2 separate regions of the Mus musculus genome follow, and region 1 is linked to region 2. A link is a contact called in public HiChIP or PLAC-seq data. All regions are on one chromosome and are shown on one strand. The core of a region is the stretch at or near the end of the contact, and the rest is flanking DNA. Distances in the headings are between cores, read along the strand shown.

Region 1 (4,465 bases), core at 1,898-4,397, 1.4 Mb before region 2:
TCTTTATTTGTTTGTTTGTCTTTTTGTTTTGTTTTGTTTGTTGAAGCAGGTTTCTCTGTGTAGCTCTGGCTGTCCTGGAACTTGCTCTATAGATGAGGCTGGCCTCAAACTCAGAGATCTGCCTGCCTCTGCCTTCCAAGTGCTGGGATTAATCATGTGTGCCATCACTACATGGCCTCCTTGCTTAATTCTTGCAGTCACCTTGTAATGGGGAATCTGGACTTCAAAGGACACAAGGTGTGATGGTTTGAATGAGAACCCACCCCACCCACCAAACTCAGAAGTTTGAATGCTTGGTCATCGGCTAGTGGAACTGTTTGGGAAGGATTAGGAGGTGTTACCTTGTTGGAGGAGTTGTGCTGCTGGGGGTGGGCTTTGAGGTTTCAAAAGCCCAGTTCAGGTCCAGCATCTCTTGCTCTCTGCCCCCTGACTGCCAAGCAGGATGTGGCTGTCTATTTCCTGCAATGATGATGATGATGAATTAATGTGCAAAAATGATAAGCAAGACCCCAATTTTATAAGACTTGCCTTGGTCATGGTGTGTCATCACAGCAATAGTACAGTGGCAACAGAACAATGACTAAGACACATGTTTTCAAGGTCACACAATTCTGAGCAAAAAAAAAAAAAATGTATTACTGAAGCGGAGCATTCTGGCTGCCCTTGAATTGAGAGCATCTTGCTGGAAATACATAAACAATGTGTACACAGCTGTAAGAACTGGGAAAAGGATCACTGTGTAAATAGACACGTGAGTGGGAAGAACAGAGGAGTGAAATCAAAACCATGACAGAACACAGCTAAGAGGTGAGTTCCCCATCGGACAGCTAAGATATCTGAAGCAGATCTCCAGGGCTTCAAGGCCAGGAGGATCACTTGTCAGCCACACAACACTTATTTTCAGCTTTCCTTTTGTTTACCCAAAAGCTTTATTCTAAAAGGTTAAGTGAATATTGACCTATGCAAAATAAAATTTGGAGAGTTTTAATTACTTCTAATCTCTACACAACAATAATCTCAAAACAACAATATTACCATTTTAACCTATGGCTGCAAGGAAGTATGCACGTATTCCCTTCGTCTGAATGAGTGGTATCACACTAAAGCATTATTTGATATACTGAGGCTAAGACCAACAGGTGAGGTTTGGGGGAGTTACAACCTACAACATTCTCTTTCTGAAAAAATATTTTCAGATCACACCAAAGAATGAAGGTCTTCTGGAATGGTAAACTATGCGGCTAACCATTGATTGAGGCAGATGAGCCGGTTCCGGCTCAGGGATTGGAGAGGCAGCTGTTTAAAATCCTGTTCTGGGGCCACAGCATCTGGAAACCAAATTTACCCTTGAAAGTTCAGGTGTTCTTTTCACAACTAATCTCACCGCTCCCCGGGGCTTTGAAAATACCTTTCTGATGATGATATAGCATTGGAGCTCCTGGGCTGACACTGTTGTTTCACAAGACTGTGACTCTCCAGGTACTTTTTCAACCTAGGATAAATCCAACAGCTCACCCATGTGTCATCCCTGCATGCCTTATGTAAGATGTGGTTTTGGAAAGGGTCTAGCTGCGGTTTTGTTTGTCATGTGGGTAGCAGACCCTCCTCCTCTGTGCCCTCACCCTCCCCAGGCTTCTGTGACCTGACTCCAGTGTGGATGTGACCATCTGTTTCTGCTGCTTGCCCGTGTGTCTGTCTTGCTCACTGTGTCCCCTCAACAGCTGACACGGGGACAGCTGATCTTTCTGGAATAGTCAGCAAATCCCAAATTGCTCATGCCAGAAGCCCCCAGAGACTGGGAATGGCTGTGTCAAACTGGGTCAATGGAGAGGGAAGGGCCAGAGGGCAAGCTTGGGTATAGAGAAGGAGTTGGAGGAGGGGGTACGCTTAACGGAGTGTGACACGGGGTTTGAGGAATGGAAGGCTGCTGGAAATGGGCCCAGAAGCCTTCCCCTAAGAGATCTGTGGAGCCATCTATCTAAGCATCCCTTCATTTACACATCTATTACATGGGAGACATTTTACTAGGCACTAGGAATGATACAGGTACAAAACAAGGTCCTCATTTTCATGCAGGTGATATTTAAAGGTGACAAACAAAACTTAGTAAAGGGACAGACCCATGCTGTATCCATGCTTTGAGATGAATCCTGAAATGGGTAAGGGTCTGGAGGGAAGGAAACAGCAGTTTAGTGAAGACCTAAATGAAGGTGAGCAAAAACCACGTGGGCTGATCGGGGAAATGTAGGCCAGCCAAGGGACAAAGATATATCAGGCCTTGAGACAAGACTGGGCCTAGCATCAAGGAAGGAAGCCAGTAAGATGAAATATGTAGGAATAATAATGCTCACAATTCAAAGGTTTTAGTATAGACATGACACCCAAAAACCTTTTGGATTTATAACAATTCAGATTTAATGGGTTTTAGGTAAGGGATGTTCAACATTTATAATCTTTGCAGGTATTGTCGATTCTGGAAACTCTCAACTCCCTTCTGGTTCAAGCATATTGGATAACGGATCGTTAGCCTGTGTTAACTCACCTATTTCTCACAAATACTAAAAGGGAGCGACTGAGTCACCCTGTTTATAGTGAGGAGACAGAAACATGGGCAGATGGAACTCGCCCAGGCACACACAGCTCATGTGTGCTGAGTCTGGGTCCACGCTCAGGACTCACTCCTAACCACAATCTGTCCTTGGCTTGGAGCCTCAGATTTGTTCTGTGCGGCAATAATCCTGCTGCCCTCTCGTCCCCATTGGTATTTCAAGATGAAGTTTGGTATCATTTAGGCTCGGGTCTGGCTTAGCATCCACATGTACATGCGCTGTGGGTTTGAGAAACAAGAGTAGGCAAAAGAATATCAGTAGGAAGAAAAGGGAGAAGTGAGGCATTTTTGAGATGGTTAGAACCACCAAAGAGAGCTACAAGGTGTTTGAGGACACCGAAGAGGAAGCATCTCATATCAAGATCTTCCTGGAGGAAAGGGGGTGCTCTGAAGCCAAGCCGGCAGAGCAAAGGGAAGGGTGCCGATCCGCCTTGGCTTTCCTCTTCTCATTCAGTGATCCCCGAGTGTGGTAACCATCACTGCTCTCCTGGTAGGTTCCGCTTTTAATGTCAGCTAAGAGCTGATCACTTTCTTCCTGCCTCCTTCATTCTGACCCCCTGCTGGTTTCCTCCGCCGTTGAAGCAGCCAAGAAGTGAGAAGAGCCCCAGAGGCTGCAGATGCCTCGTGGGCTTTGCTCACAGGCAGGAAGAGCGTTTGGGATGCAACAGACACTTTTGCAAAATGGTCCTTTCCCTGAACGCCAGCACAGGGCAACTGTGGCTCAGGGATCCGGTTGGGGAAGGCCACACCTACTCATCCAGCTGGTTCTGGAAGAAGAAAGGAGGCAGGAAGGAGCCTTGGAACCACAAGAAAGGCAAAATCAACAGCTGGGTGTGAAGAACCCCCCACAGCCTGGCAGGACTGGGGCCTCCTCTGCCAACCATACTTCCGACAGCCCGGCCCTTATTTTCTTCCTCAGCAGGGAGAAAGAGGTGTGGAAGTGGGTGGCTCTCAGGAGAGGGTGGCAGTTTTGAAGTAAAGAGGAGTTGTTTCTGATGTCTGCCCGGAGGTAAAGCTGGGTCCCACTGGAATGAATTTGTGGTTCCGGTGAAAGGAGTGATGTTGACAAGGAATTCTTGGATTGGTCTCATGTCCTTAAAAGCTGCTGCCAAGCCAAAGAGGGAAGGGAAGTTCAGCAGAGAAGTATGGGCTGAGACTCCCTGCCCCCCAACACCCACACAGACTTGGCCTCCAGTGCCAATGAGCACATGACTTAGGCTCTCTAACCAAAGTTCTACCATGAGGGAATTTTGCTGGCAGGACCCTGAGTTCAGGGGGCATAAAGTTCAAACGAGAGGGGTGTCTCTAAGCAAGGCCAGCCTGAGCTGAGAGCGTTATGGCCTCTCAAACTTCCTCATCAAAGAGGAGAAAAATGACCAAGCAGAGCCAAACCAGCTCATAGAAGGCGTTCCAGAAGCCAGAGAGATCCCTGAAGAAGTTTCATATTTGAGTTGACACCTAATGTATAGCAGAAGAGGGTGTGGGATATCCCCTTCCCAGATCAGTACCATGTTCCCACACATCAGTCATAGAAAGCTGAAGGTCATTTGTCTACCTGACCAGCCACCAGCTCTGGATAACTTGACCTTAGATAACTCGCTTAGCTTTGCTCTCTTGGTTCCCTTGTCTGTCAAACATACTAAAAAAGTCCATATAACCAGGTTCCTAAAAATACTAAATAAGAACATGTACTTATAGAGCTGAGATATACCTTGCAACCACTTGATAAATTGCAGTGTTCATGAAAATTTCCCATTAGTTTCTGTCAGGAGACACATCTTCCTTGGGGCCTTTTTGATTATGAAGACCTAGAACTAAGCTACTGAGTGGCTCAGCTGAGGTTTGAGTGGAGAGATG
Region 2 (4,905 bases), core at 2,119-4,618:
CCAGCTCAGATGTATTCCTAAACCCTCCTTTTAGCTCACTTTTGACAATATCCTCAATAAAGAATGGTTTGTCTATCCATTCAAATTATTATACAGAGTCACTTGTTACTTTATTCGCTAGTTGTAAAGGAAAACTTGATTCTGCTCTAGATATTGCTTAAAACAGAGTGAAAGAATCTTGTTCTTCTATGGAATGTATGTAAATGTGAGCATAATGTCATAATGCTCATTTCAAGTGTGCACGCGCGCGCACACACACACTAATTAGGATACTTCCAAGTTAAAAAGAAGGGAAAACATCAGACAAAAACACATGGAAAAAAAACACGAGGAAAAGGAAAAACTCAAAGCATAGTACTAGTTAAAACTGATGTAGTTATAATATATAGGAGATGTAAACAACCCAAATTGTTGGGGATTAGTTCTAATGCTTTGTCTTAATTCTGCTCCCAAAAGTCATGCTTCCGGATGCTGAGGGTTTCTGTCCCCAGCTGGCTTTGATTAGTAATAAAGAATTGTGGGACAGCCAATGGCTGAGAAGGGAGACGGAGGCGGGACTTTTACATTGCTCTTCAGGGAAAGGCCATGAGAACTAGCAAGGAGAAGGATGGCCAACATGTAGGATTCCAGGACAGTGGCTCTCGGAGCCATTCCTCTGATTGGGTCTAGGGTAGTAAAGATGAAATATAGATTTTAAAAGATGTTTACTCAGGAATACTGGACTGGAGTGTGTACTAGGCGCAGGGAAGTTTAGAAGTGTCCAACCAGCGCTGGTGGCACACGCCTTAATCCCAGCACTTGGGAGGCAGAGGCAGGAGGATTTCTGAGTTCGAGGCCAGCCTGGTCTACAAAGTGAGTTCCAGGACAGCCAGAGCTACACAGAGAAACTCTGTCTCGAAAAACAAAAACCAAACAAACAAAAAAGTGTCCAACCATTGAGCTAGTCAAGGCATACCAAAATTAGTTGGTGTGTGTGTGTGTGTGTGTGTGTGTGTGTGTGTGTGTTTCATTCTCGAATCCAGAGCTCTTGGGCACCTTGCAGCTGTCGACCCACTGGGAGCCAAAGCAGATTAACTAATTCACTGCAAACACCAAATATCTGTCAAATGTGTCAGCCTGAGTAGGTGTGTCAACCTGAGTAGGTCACTAAAGTCCAGTGGTTGGCGTTAGCCTTACACCCATGCATATAAGGGCAGAATTGGATTCAGTGATTTAAAAAACTAAACTAAACTGGGAGGGGAACCCAGTGGAAGTTCTGGGAAGGGGTCGGGAATGGATTTGATCAAAACACATTGTATAGGAATATGAAATCCTTAAGCAATGAAATAAAAATATATTTAAAGACAAAGTGATTACATAATATCATATGGTACAATATGTGACACACTACAGATGACAGCAGAACACAAATATACACGAACAACATTCTTAATGAATAAGGCAGTATGCACAAGGCTTGTATTGGTCTGCATCAGTTGGAGTCCTAGAGCTGAAAGGAAAAGTGGGCGCATCCCCCATCCATAATCCAGAAGCAAGTTCAAATTGATAGCCAATGTAAATTAAAATTTAGTTCTCTCCAAGGGAGTCCCACTGGTGAAACCAACTACTTTTATGTATAGGCTGAATGCCCATTAGTAAATAGCCAACAAAAAAATGAACTCAAAAGAGTCTTCGACGGTTCCCTGTTTGTTTCATAACAGCATGCCAGGACTCTTTTTCTTTTCTTTTTTCTTATTATTTTTAAAATTTTTATTTATATATCTTCTTTCCTTTTACCGTATATATGAATGTATGATTTTCCAATGTATGAGATTCCTAAGTGTGTGCCTTCTCTTTTTTTTTTTTCTTTTTTTTTTAAGATTTATTTATTTATATGTAAGTACACTGTAGCTGTCTTCAGACACTCCAGAAGAGGGAGTCAGATCTCGTTACGGATGGTTGTGAGCCACCATGTGGTTGCTGGGATTTGAACTCCGGACCTTCGGAAGAGCAGTCAGGTGCTCTTACCCACTGAGCCATCTCACCAGCCCTTTTTTCCTTTTTAAAATACAATTCTAATGTGTTAGTTTTTGTTTCATTTTATTTTTTACTATTCCATAGAAGTCTATTTGTCCTAATGAGAGACACAAAAGCAGTGTGCCTGGATGGGAAGGTAGGTGGGAGAAGCTGGGAGGAGTAGAGACAGGGGAAACCAAGATAGATTATTCAAGAAAAAAAATCCATTTTTCAATGGGGGGAGTATAATAAAAATAGTAATAGTAATAATAATAATATGTTGACATAGAAAGAATTCTTAGTGCATATGAGATAAATGGTTAGTGATGCATTGCGGGGCCGTGGGTGTGGTGGAAAGAGGGGAGTGGGAGAGAAGATGAATCCTGCCAGAGTTCCGGTGCTCTGGGCGGGCAGGCGGACAAGGAAGGACTGCACAGGCTTTCCACACGGCCCAGGATGGGCATCTTGCTGTGTTAAGCCACTGACCCCACACGGAGGGTGGTGGACAAGGGGCAGCCCCAGGTACAAGGTCCTCAGCCTCCAGCATCCCATACTGGATAGGGCAGAGGAGCTGAGAACAGAATAGAGGCCCTGGAGGATGAAAGGAGGAGAGGGCGGGGGAGAGGCAGCTCTGGATGATTCCCACACAGGCAAGAGTCCTTGGTCAGGTCTGTGGCTGGAGCACAGGATGACCTTCTTGCGGGAGATTAGACTCGGCTCTTTAGGAGAAAGCCTATCCCATCGCTCAAGCATGGCAGGCCTTGATGATCAGAAACAGTCTATGGTTTTTAGAGCTCTATTGTAGAAAGGCAAGGTATACTTGCACAATGCAAAACTTCCTTGCTGTCACGCGGTGATTCTGGTCAGACCTCCCCCCAACCCCCACCCCAAATTTGCTGTAACAATTGTAGCTAAAATCCTGTCCTTCTAACAGAAAGTGGGGCATCCTCTTTAAAATGATTCCTTCTAGCAAAGAAGGCAAAAGTATGTTTTTCTAGAACTCTCCTGAAGACAGCTGTACTAATGCTCTGGCTCCCACGGCAAGGGTTATCCTTCAGAATCCTCTTGTTTAGCAAAGTGAACTGTTCCTAAGAGCTAAGGTTATGGGGTTTACCCCAGGTTGTTGTATACTGTCTTTGTTTGGTCTCTTTTGAGAACACTAAAAGCCAAACGTCAAAGCTATCTTAAGTGTCTGGAGTCTCTTTGCTCTTGAAGATCTCTCTTGTCTGGCGCAGTGAGGGCTCAAGCTGCTCTCAACTCAGACTGCGCACTGACCTTCCTCCTTGCCAACTCGTGTTTCTCTTATGCTAATTAAGCAGCAGTTGTGTGAGTCCTTCAAGGCTTCTCTCTGCTCTGCTTCCTGCCTCCCTTCCCCTTTTATTTCCCTTTGAAAGGACTCTCTCTGTGTCAGATGCACCTCTTTCCTGACCACGGAGTCATAAATCAAGACTTTTACTTTCAGAATCTTTGTCTGAGTCTGTAAGGTGCCGGTTCTGGCCTTTATCCCTTTAAGGAACGTGGGTACGGAGCCAAGAGCCATTGTTCAGTGGCTAAAAAACAGCCCCAATCACCAGTTCCGCAGAAGCTCAACTGCTGGACTTTTAACAATTTACAGATGGCCAAATGGCTGATCAAATGTTGATATCCCACCCATGTAGACGGCAAGTAGGACAAGCTGACGTCTCAGAATTTGGGTGTGTTATGGTTGGCTTTTTAATTCAAGCTAGGGGTGCTGGCATAAATCTGCTATCCCAATTCTCAGAAGAGAGGCAGGGTGATTAGGAGTTCAAAGCCACTCTCTGCAACATACAGCATTTGATGCTACTCTAGGCTATAATGAGACCTATCTCTACCACCCATGTCAAAACAAAACAACAAAACCCAACTAAACTAAACCAAGGTTTTAAATGTAAATTTTAGTGCTATTTAATGTTAATTGCTTCTAAGCACTGCTTTTGTTTAGAAGAGCAGAGTTATTGTAGTTGGCATTCTGTAAGTACAGCCCAATTAAAACAGTAACAAATCCTTGTAAAAGCGCATCTGTCCTCTGACAGATCTACAGTCAGCAAAGATTCCTCTCCCATTCTGAAATCTGTTTGTTCACATCTTAACAGTTTCCTTTGCTGTGAGGCAGCGTTCATTTAGTGAAGCTTCATTTGTCAGTTCTTATGATTGTTCCTACATCCTGGAGACTTGTCCAGGAATTGTGTGTCTGTGCCTAGACCTTGAAGAATTTTCTTTACATTGTTTTTTGTTTGTTTGTTTGTTTTTAACAGTTTCAGACTTTCAGGTCTTACATTAAGATATTTTATTCATGGTCAAGAAATATGGCTCAGTGGATAAAAGTCCTTCCAGTAAGCTGGTGACCTAACTTCAATCCTCAGAAACCACCTGGTAGAAGGAGAGTACTCCTGAGGGATATCCTGTGACCTCCACACATGATCAGTCTCTCTCTCTCTCTCTCTCTCTCTCTCTCTCTCTCTCTCTCACACACACACACACACACACACACACACACACACACACACACACACACACACCACACACACTCACACACACATGTGCACACACAGAGATGCACAAAAAATAAATACATTAATAAAATATTTTTACTCAGTGATCCCTTTGGAGTTTGTACAGGGGACGAGACAGGAACCTAGTTTCATTCTACTTGTGTACCTCCAGTTTTCCAAGCATTCTTTTTAAAGGGGTTATCTTTTTCTCTGATGTATATTTTGGACAACCATGTCAAAAATCAGGTGGCTGGATCTGTCTGGATTACAGTTGAACACATTGGGAGGATAAACAAATGGTTCTGGGAAACTTCGCATTTTCTTCTCTATCGGTTTACACTTAAATAGAGGGCGAGAGTTGCATATATTACTAAGCAGTAGCAAATAGGGGCAGTAC

What was found. HiChIP or PLAC-seq counts read pairs in DNA pulled down with a chosen protein or histone mark.
Region 1: a contact with region 2 is called in an H3K27ac HiChIP or PLAC-seq map of embryonic stem cells, with 6 times the contacts expected there. The contact joins two enhancer-like sites. A contact is called at or near these places in 2 of 39 promoter capture datasets (3T3-L1-derived adipocytes and stem cell-derived epiblast-like cells), 1 of 115 datasets of contacts at active chromatin or transcription factors (embryonic stem cells) and 1 of 9 other capture datasets (liver).

Annotation. Positions count from the first base shown.
Region 1 is chr6:67,128,028-67,132,492 of GRCm38.p6, reverse strand. No RefSeq gene overlaps it. Among named protein-coding and RNA genes, the nearest start is that of A430010J10Rik, 28 kb to the left of the region's middle. Within about 2 kb of position 3,147, at least 79 of the 459 cell types and tissues checked have an H3K27ac peak or open chromatin away from gene starts, as enhancers often do. A contact at or near this core is called in embryonic stem cells, where this site is marked.
Region 2 is chr6:65,763,729-65,768,633 of GRCm38.p6, reverse strand. No RefSeq gene overlaps it. Among named protein-coding and RNA genes, the nearest start is that of Prdm5, 13 kb to the left of the region's middle. Within about 2 kb of position 3,368, at least 82 of the 459 cell types and tissues checked have an H3K27ac peak or open chromatin away from gene starts, as enhancers often do. A contact at or near this core is called in embryonic stem cells, where this site is marked.